Regions from separate parts of the Sus scrofa genome. Here region 1 is linked to region 2. Evidence: chromatin contacts called from public Hi-C data. All regions are on one chromosome and are shown on one strand. Each heading gives the region's core, a stretch centred on a gene start, on an enhancer-like site or on the middle of the called end of the contact. The rest is flanking DNA. Distances are from core to core; before and after follow the strand shown.

Region 1 (4,262 bases), core at 1,589-4,088, 190 kb before region 2:
CACTTGAATATTTTATTTTTCAAAATTGGGTTTAGTATAGTTTGTTTTTGTTTTTTCCACATGCGGAAGTTCCTGGGCCAGGAATGGAGCCATGACTGTAAACAGAGCCACAGCAGTGACAATGCTGGATCCTTAACCCAATGAGCCACCAGGGAAATCCATACTTTTTCTTATTAGTTTGTGGGAATTCTTTATATATTCTGGATAAAAGGGTTTTTTTGGTGTGATACATGTATTGCAAACACTTTCTTCCAGATTGTGGTATGCTTTTTCACTTTCCTAATGGTTGCCTCCCCCCCCCCCGCCACTTTTTGGCCATTCCCGAGGCATGCAGGATTTCCCAGGCCAGGGGTCAGACCCACGCCACAGCTGCGGCAACACTGGATCCTTAACCCGATGCATCACAAGGGAACTTCTCTAGAGTTGCCTTTTAATTAATAGACTTTTAAAATTATAATGATGTCCAATTTATCTCTATTTTCTTTTATGTTAGTACACTTTGTGTCCTATTTAAGAAATTCTTGACTACCTCAAGTTCTTAAAGATATTTCTAAGTTTGGGGTTTTTTTTTTTAAAGTAAGACCTTATTTTTTGGGAGCAATTTTAGATTCAGAGAAAAATTGAGGGGAAAGTACGCATTTCCTATAATCCCTACCCCCACACATGCAAGGCCTCACCCATTATCCACATCCCCGACTAGAGAGGTACATGTCTTATAATGACCTACATTGATGCATAATAATTACATAAAGTCCATTGTTTATATTAGGGTTCGCTCTTTGTGTGTATATTCTATCAGTTAGGACAAATGTCCTAAAATCCTCTGTGCTCTACCTATTCATTTTTTCTCACCTCCTCACCCTTGGCAAGCACTAATCTTTTTACTGACCCCATGCCTTTTCCAGAATTCATATAGTAGAAATCATAGAGTATGCAGTGTTATTGACTTCTTTCACTTAGTAATTTGCGTTTTAAGTTGTCCTCATCATTTCATGGCTTAGTAGCTCATTTATTTTTACTAAATAACATTCCAATGTCTGGGTGTACCAGTTTATTTATCTGTGCATCTTTTGAGGGACATCTTTGTTGCGTACACGTTTTGGCAATTGCAAATAAGCCTGTAATAAACATCTGTGTACAAGTTTTGTGTGGGCATAAGTTCTCAACTCCTTTGAGTAAATACAAAGGAGTGGGATTACTGAAACCTATGGTAAATGATCCAAAAATAACAGCTTCATACAAAAAAAGTTTTGACTTTCTACTGCAGTCAGATTATATTTTCCCCTCTATATCTGGAAATTCTGGTTGGATTGTTCATGTCATTGCCACAAGGATTAAACGATTTAATAAAGGCTAAAGCACTTAGTATAGTGCCTGACATGTAATAAATGCTCAATTGATCTTAGCTCTTATTAGTTGTTACAGTGATAAAGTTAGCTGCAAACTACTTTTCTGTCAGCCACATAAAACCAGCACAGGCCTGAGCAAGAGTATGATATCCAAGCAAATGCTCAATGAGTGATTGGTTTCCAACACCCGGGATTTCTTCCACACTTGAAATAGCATAGCTTATTTTATGCTTTTTAAAAAAACATTCTGGAGTTCCCATTGTGGCTCAGTGGGTTGAGAACCCAATGTAGTCTCCAAAAGGATGCGGGTTGGATCCCTGGCCTTGCTCAGTGTGTTAAGGACCTGGCATTACAAGTTGCAGATGTGGCTGAGATCCAGTGTTGCTGTGGCTATAGCAAAGGCCTGCAGCTGCAGCTCCGATTTGACCCACTTCCTTATGCCACAGGTGAGGCATAAAAATAAATATTTTTAAAAATTAAACAATGTTGGAGTTCCCATCGTGGTGCAGCAGAAATGAATCTGACTAGGAAACATGAGGTTGGGGGTTTGATCCCTGGCCTTGCTCAGCGGGTCAAGATCCAGCATTGCTGTGAGCTATGGTGTAGGTCTCAGACAGGCTCGGATCCTGCGTTGCTGTGGCTGTGGTGTAGGCTGGCAGCTGTAGCTCTGATTAGACCTCTAGCCTGGGGACCTCCATATGCTGCAGGTGCGGCCCTAAAAAGACCAAAAGGAAAAAAAAAATGTTCTAAGAACTAATTGATTAAAACCCTGCTGCTAATTCAACCTATTCAAATGTATTTTAATTGCATTAATTTCTGCTTTTATCTTAATGTTCAGACCTTGTTTTCTAATCATGCATTTAAGGTGATAAATTTTCCTTGAAGTATTGCTTTGACCACATACCACAAGTTAAGATATCTGGTGTATTCATAGTGATCCTGTTAATAATTAAAGCAATGATGCCTTTAAGACATTTAATGTAGTTAGTGCGCATGTACTGGTTAGCTGCTTTAACCTTATCAAATAATGCCAAAGAGCATTATTTGTTATTTGCAGGAAACCAGGCAAGCACTTCCTTACATCCAAGCCACCCGTGCCTTTCCCCACTTTTCTTTCGCGCTAGTAACTCCTACTGTCCCCTAAGGGGGCGGGGCCTGGACTTCACGCCTCTGACTCCACCCCCTCCAGGTTCCCATGACACTGGGCAGATGCTAACAACTCATTCTATAACCTTGTGTCTCCTTCCGCTTTCTAGAAGCCGCTCTGAGACAACGATGGGAAAATAGTCCCTTGGCAACGAGGTTCTTTTTTCCAGACGGCGGAACTAGGGCGGGGCTTAAGAGCGGAAGAAACAGGAAGTCCGTGATCCCTGTGGCAGGATTGGGCCCCGCTCTCTCGGGGGCGAGCTCAAGCTGGCGGAGGGATCCACCTCTGGCGGCGGGCGGCCCACCGCCTCTATTTAAGGAAGGGAGAGAGGCGCAGGCGGCAGTTGCTGTGGTGTCGGTGCTGAGGCGGCTTCGTTCTTCTGCTAGTGAGCCTCGCGGATGTAGCGTCCCGCGTCTAAGTCCTGCTGTCTGCGGCTACCAATTGGGAGGTCAGGAGCGCAGGGTACTTTCTTTGGGCCAGAGCCGGCCCCCTTTTTTGCCTTCGCCACTAAGTGAAGCCATTTAGGTCAGCTTCCGCGCGGCTGAGGAGAAGGCCGCCGGCGATATGTTCAAAAACACGTTCCAGAGCGGCTTCCTCTCCATTCTCTACAGCATTGGCAGCAAGCCCCTGCAAATCTGGGACAAAAAGGTCAGGGACTGGGGGCGGTGGCGGGGCGGGGTCCGCGGGCTGGGCCTGGTGTGGCGGGTAGTTATGTGGAGCTGGGGGAAGGCCGGGCGGTCGCTGCTGTGCCCCGTCCCCAGCCTGGCGTGACTGAGGGTCGACGAGGGAGCGTCGTGTAAGCAGCTGGAGTGCATGTGGAGTGGGCGTGGCTGGGCTTTAAGTGACCTGCGGCCGTGGTCCAGTTAGGACAGTGGTCCCTCTTTGCAGATTTGACTGGGTCACTGGATTCCTAACCTTCGGTTTCTGCATCTATAATATGGTGGGGTTGAATAGTGCCCGTTTCACAGCGTTGAAAAGCGTAAACTCACGTGATGTTGCTTTGGGGACGTGCACATGAATTGCTGTTCACTGATTTCACAAACATTTACTGATACCCTGTATTGTGCCAGGCCCTATGCTCGGCACTAGACACAGAACCTTTGTTCCAGGCGCCCTTACAGAGGCAAAGCCAGGACTCAGTTATGTTTGGGTTTCATTCATTTGCTCCCTTCCTCCCACTGATCCCGAACAAGCCAGAATTCGGTGGCCCTTGGCACTTGCTCCACACTCACTGTGACTTGGGGTCTGTACTCTGCCTTTCCTTATTTCTCCATCAGGAAAATTGCAAAATGGTGATAACGTCTTGTTTGGGTTAACAAGCACAGACCCAGGTAAAACATCTTGTTTTTTTTTTTTGTCTTTTTGCTATTTTTTGGGCCGCTTCCACGGCATATGGAGGTTCCCAGGCTAGGGGTCTAATGGAGCTGTAGGCGCCGGCCTACGCCAGAGCCACAGCAACACCGGGTCCGAGCCTCGTCTGCAAACTACACCACAGCTCATAGTAACGCCAGATCCCCAACCCACTGGGCCAGGCCAGGGACCGAACCCGCAACCTCATGGTTCTTAGTTGGATTTGTTAACCACTGAGCCACGACGGGAACTCCTAAAACCTCTTCTTCATCATCACTCAGGTGTCAGCTGCATGATACTTTCACTGACCCCACGAAATGGTGACCTTGTCCATTTTTTGGAAGTTTTGAGCAGGGGGCATGTGTGTTTTGCAAGTACAGGTTGGTCTGCATTTGATTACTTTGATATTTTCTTTC
Region 2 (4,248 bases), core at 442-2,941:
AAGGCCTTTCTTCATCCAGTGCAAACTCCAGATGGAAATTAGAATGAACGCTTGGATGACAGTGAGCACGGCCCGCAGGGAATCTCCATCAATGTTATTTTCAAGAGTCAAACATGTGTACAGAGACCTAGAGGGAAGTGTGATGACATGAAAAGAGCTTGCAGGGTTTTTGTTTTGTTTTTATTTTTTTGTCTTTTTAGGGTAACACCCATGGCATATGGAGGTTCCCAGGCTAGGGATCCAATCGGAGCTGTAGCCTCTGGCCTACACCACAGCCACAGCAACACAGGATCCGAGCCACGTCTGTAACCTACATCACAGCTCACGGCAATGCCGGATCCTTAACCCACTGAGCAAGGCCAGGGATCGAACCCGCAACCTCATGGTTCCTAGTCGGATTTGTTAACCACTGAGCCATGACAAGAACTCTGGAAAGAGCTTGCAGTTTTGAGTCTGATCGGGGTTCAAAGCTTGACTCTGTCACTTACTGGCTGTGTGTCCCTGAGTGCCAGTTTCCTCTCTGTAAAAGGAGAACGATAATACATAACTCACATGTAAAAAAGAACCAAGGTAATGTGTATAAAGTGCTGGATCCAAGGGGCTCAGTAAAGAGCAGTTATTCTCATACTTTAAAAAAAATATATTTTTTGTCTTTTTAGGGCTGAAGCTGCAGCATATGGAGGGTCCCAGGCTAGGGGTCCAACAGAGCTGTAGGTGCCAGCCACGGCCACAGTAACGCAGGATCCAAGCCGCGTCCATAACCTGCACCACAGCTCATGTCAACACCGGGTCCTTAAGCCACTGAGCAAGGCTAGGGATCAAACCTGTATCCTCATGGATGCTAGTCGGATTTGTTTCCTCTGAGCCACAATGGGAACTCCTCTTATACTTTTATTACAAGTAAAATATTATAAATGAGCCTTTGAAGGAGATCAGTGAGGGGCATTAGGGATGTTGTTTCTTTATATAATCATTATCATTATAAGTAAACATTGAAAACAAGGTCCTTAACCTGGGCATGTACCTTAAAGTTTCATGATAGGATTCAGAGGGCCTAGGGAGTTCCCTGGTGGCACAGTGGGTTAAAGACCTGTTGTCACTGCTGCAGTGTGCATTCCATCCCTGGCCTGGGAACTTCCTCCTGTCACCAGTGCAGCCAAAAGAGGAGAAAAAAATGGATTGGGAAGATCTAGGAATCCCCTGAAGTTATATGCAAACTGTGAGCACATGATTATATGCCATTTCCAGGGAAGAGGGGCCAGGGTCCCCAGCTGGGGACCTCCCATTTTGAACGTTTGTTCTCTAAGCCCCTCCTGCAGGGATCTGCAGAGAGAAGGCTCAGTCCTGGCAGCTGTGGAAGTGGGCTGGGAGGTGAGGGCTGCCCATGCTCCACTGACAGCGGGCGGCCCTGACGCCTTCTTCTTCCTCTCAGTACCTGGCCTTCTTCGAGTTCAACAACCGCCTGGAATCCATCCTCAGCAAAGCCTATGTTTACAGGTGAGATCCTTGCACACGCGCACACACACATGCACACGCCCTGGGGAATTTGCAGCAAGAACGGAGCCACACATTCTCTACCCCCGTCACTTCCCCTTTCACCTCTCTTGGCCCCGTGGCCCCCTCACCACTGCCGCCCACCGGAAGCCCAGCCTCTTCCTGGCCCTTCTGCAAAGGGATGTTTGTGTTTTTTTTGAGAACCAGGAATGTCCTGTTTCCCCCAATTGTGAGGAGGGCGCACATAGGCTGACATGCACAGCAGCCCTGTGTTTCCAGGGAGCTGGGCCTCAGTTTGATCTTGGCTCAGGGAACTGTCCCCCCCTCAACACCAGGCCACTCAAGCACAGGGGGAGCAGCTCTAAGGACACGGTGGGCTGTCTTGCTAATGGCCAGTCTAGACCAGCCAGGCCAGGATCGCGGACAGGGCTCCTCTCGACATCTCTCATGGAGCAGCGCTTCTCTGCATGCATCTCTCCCTTCTTTGTCCCTCTGCATGGATGCGCCCCTCACCCCCACCCCCAGCCCCCAATTCCCCAGAAGTGTCTGCACGTGTAGCTCTGGGCCAATTCCAGCCCCCAGCCTTTGACAACTTTCTGTTCAAGCATCACCACTCCTAACCAACAGCGTCTCAAGAGAGCAGCATTTCGGAGTTCCTGTTGTGGCTCAGTGGTTAACGAATCTGACTAGGAACCATGAGGTCGCTGGTTCAATCCCTGGTCTTGCTCAGTGGGTTAAGGATCCGCATTGCCATGAGCTGTGGTGTAGGTCGCAGACTCGGCTCGGATCCTGCGTTGCTGTGGCTCTGGTGAAGGTAGTGGCTACAGCTCGGATTAGACCCCTAGCCAGGGAATCTCCATATGCCGTGGGAGCGGCCCTAGAAAAGGCAAAAAGACAAAAAAAAAAAAAAAAAAAAAAAAAAAAAAAAAAGGGAGACAGCAGCAGTTGGCCCAATCCAGCCACTGGCTGGTTTCCATTGGCAAGTGTCCATCCCACCAGGCAGGTGGGCAGGGCTGTAAGGCTCCACAGGGGGGTCTCTGAGGTGGGTATGGGGGGAGGTGGCCTGTTCCCTGCAGTCTGACCCTGGGGTGAGATGTCACCGCCTCCCTCTCTGCTGCTGTGTTCATGCCTTGCCTTCTTCTGCAGGGTTATCAGGACCACAGCCTACCTGCTCTACAGTTTACATGTGAACTCATGTCTGTACTATTGGGCGTCGGCCTATCAGGGCCTGGGCTCCACTCACTGGGTTTACGACGGCGTAGGAAACAGGTGAGCCGTAGTCTTGCTCCCGGGTCTTAATAATTCACGGTACTAAGCCTCCTGGAAAGGAGCCCCACCGCCACCTCGTTGCCCAGGCCACCTTGCTCCCGGGGAATCACTGTCATGATAAGGCGAAGTCCATGTCTCCTGGTCCTCGCTAATCTAACATTTCCTGAGCACCTGCCACATGCCAGGCCGAGGGGCACAGATGTGAATAAGACACACTGGAAAGATCCTTCCAGCATCCCAGAGTCTAGCGGAGTTGGGCAGTTCCACGCACATGCGCGTCCACTCCTCCACCCTGTGGGCATAGCCGAGTGGGAAGGAGGCCAGAGAATACTGCCCAGCACAGCTCCCTGGGCATCGCTGGCTGTGGAGGAGCTGGCCAACGACGTGAAATCTACTTGCCAATCCAGAAAGCTGTCGCACATTGTGGGCCGTGCTCAAATGTTGATGACGATAATAACAATAGCAGCAGGAGTTGCTGTCGTGGCTCAGCGGTATCGAACCTGACTAGATCCATGAGGATGCAGGTTCGATCCCTGGCCTCGCTCAGTGGGTTAAGGATCCAGCGTTGCTGTGAGCTGTGGTGTAGGTCACAGACGCAACTCGGATCTGGGAATCTGGTGTTGCTGTGGCTGTGGTGTAGGCTGGCAGCTGCAGTTTCAATTCCACTCTCAGCCAAGGCCTTCCGAATGCCGCAGATGCAGCCCTAAAAGGCAAAACAAAACAAAACAAACCAAGAGCAGCAGGCATAGGAGAAACACGGCAGATCGGCCTTGTTCTAAGCCCTTAACAGTAACTTAATCTCCCAACAATCACAGGGACAGACACCGTCATCTTCCCCATTTCCTCGATGAAGTAACAGATGTGAAGTGACTCCCTCAGGCTGCACAGGTCGTACCTTTGCTGGGATTTGAACCCAGGCAGCGTGGCTACAGAGTCTTAACTGCCCAGAGCTGTGAAGGGGTGGGGAGGGGGCGTGGGCAGCTCAGTTCTGAAAACTTAAGTTTGATCGTGGCCTTGGTAGGTGGAGAGAAGGGGCAGAGTATCCCCGGGGGAGGGGACAGCATGAAGACGCATGAGGAGCTGCCAGGTATTGGTTCGAGAAGCTGGGAGCAGGCCCGAGTGGCTGGAGGGCGTGAGGAAGGACCTGTGAGGGAGGAGGGGCCGGCGGCCTCTCATCGGAGGCGTCCAAGCCCGGATCTCAGCCCCCGGCCACAGCGGGCTGCCGCTCGGTGCTGGAAGTGCAGAGACCACTGAAATACGCTGCAGGTGTAGAGAACACATGGCATTTGGAGGCCAGGAAAAAACCATCTCGTTACTCATTTGTAACATATTGGTTACATGTTGATATATTCAGCTTGATATTTGGGGTTAACAGATATTACATTATTAAAATTGATGTCACCTGTTTCTTTTTGCATTTCAAAAATATGGCTACTCAAAAGTGTTAAATCTCAGAGTTCCTGTTGTGGCTCAGTGGGTAACAAA

The links. Hi-C and Micro-C count contacts between places; a contact is called where the count stands out from the background.
Region 1: a Hi-C map of skeletal muscle shows a contact between it and region 2, with 4 times the contacts expected there. The contact joins the promoter of CFAP20 here to the enhancer-like site in region 2. A contact is called at or near these places in 1 of 5 promoter capture datasets (liver), 24 of 47 Hi-C or Micro-C datasets (alveolar macrophages, brain, embryonic fibroblasts and 15 more) and 2 of 2 datasets of contacts at active chromatin or transcription factors (alveolar macrophages and skeletal muscle).

Annotation. Positions count from the first base shown.
Region 1 is chr6:19,967,923-19,972,184 of Sscrofa11.1, reverse strand. CFAP20 (cilia and flagella associated protein 20) reads left to right here and starts at 2,838. Exons shown (of 6, transcript NM_001244786.1): 1 at 2,838-3,144. The coding sequence starts at 3,061.
Region 2 is chr6:19,780,369-19,784,616 of Sscrofa11.1, reverse strand. It overlaps CNGB1 (cyclic nucleotide-gated cation channel beta-1), which reads left to right. Exons shown (of 37, transcript XM_021097533.1): 26 at 1,433-1,497; 27 at 2,641-2,763. Among named protein-coding and RNA genes, the nearest start is that of TEPP, 50 kb to the left of the region's middle. Within about 2 kb of position 1,691, at least 11 of the 83 cell types and tissues checked have an H3K27ac peak or open chromatin away from gene starts, as enhancers often do. A contact at or near this core is called in skeletal muscle and subcutaneous adipose tissue, where this site is marked.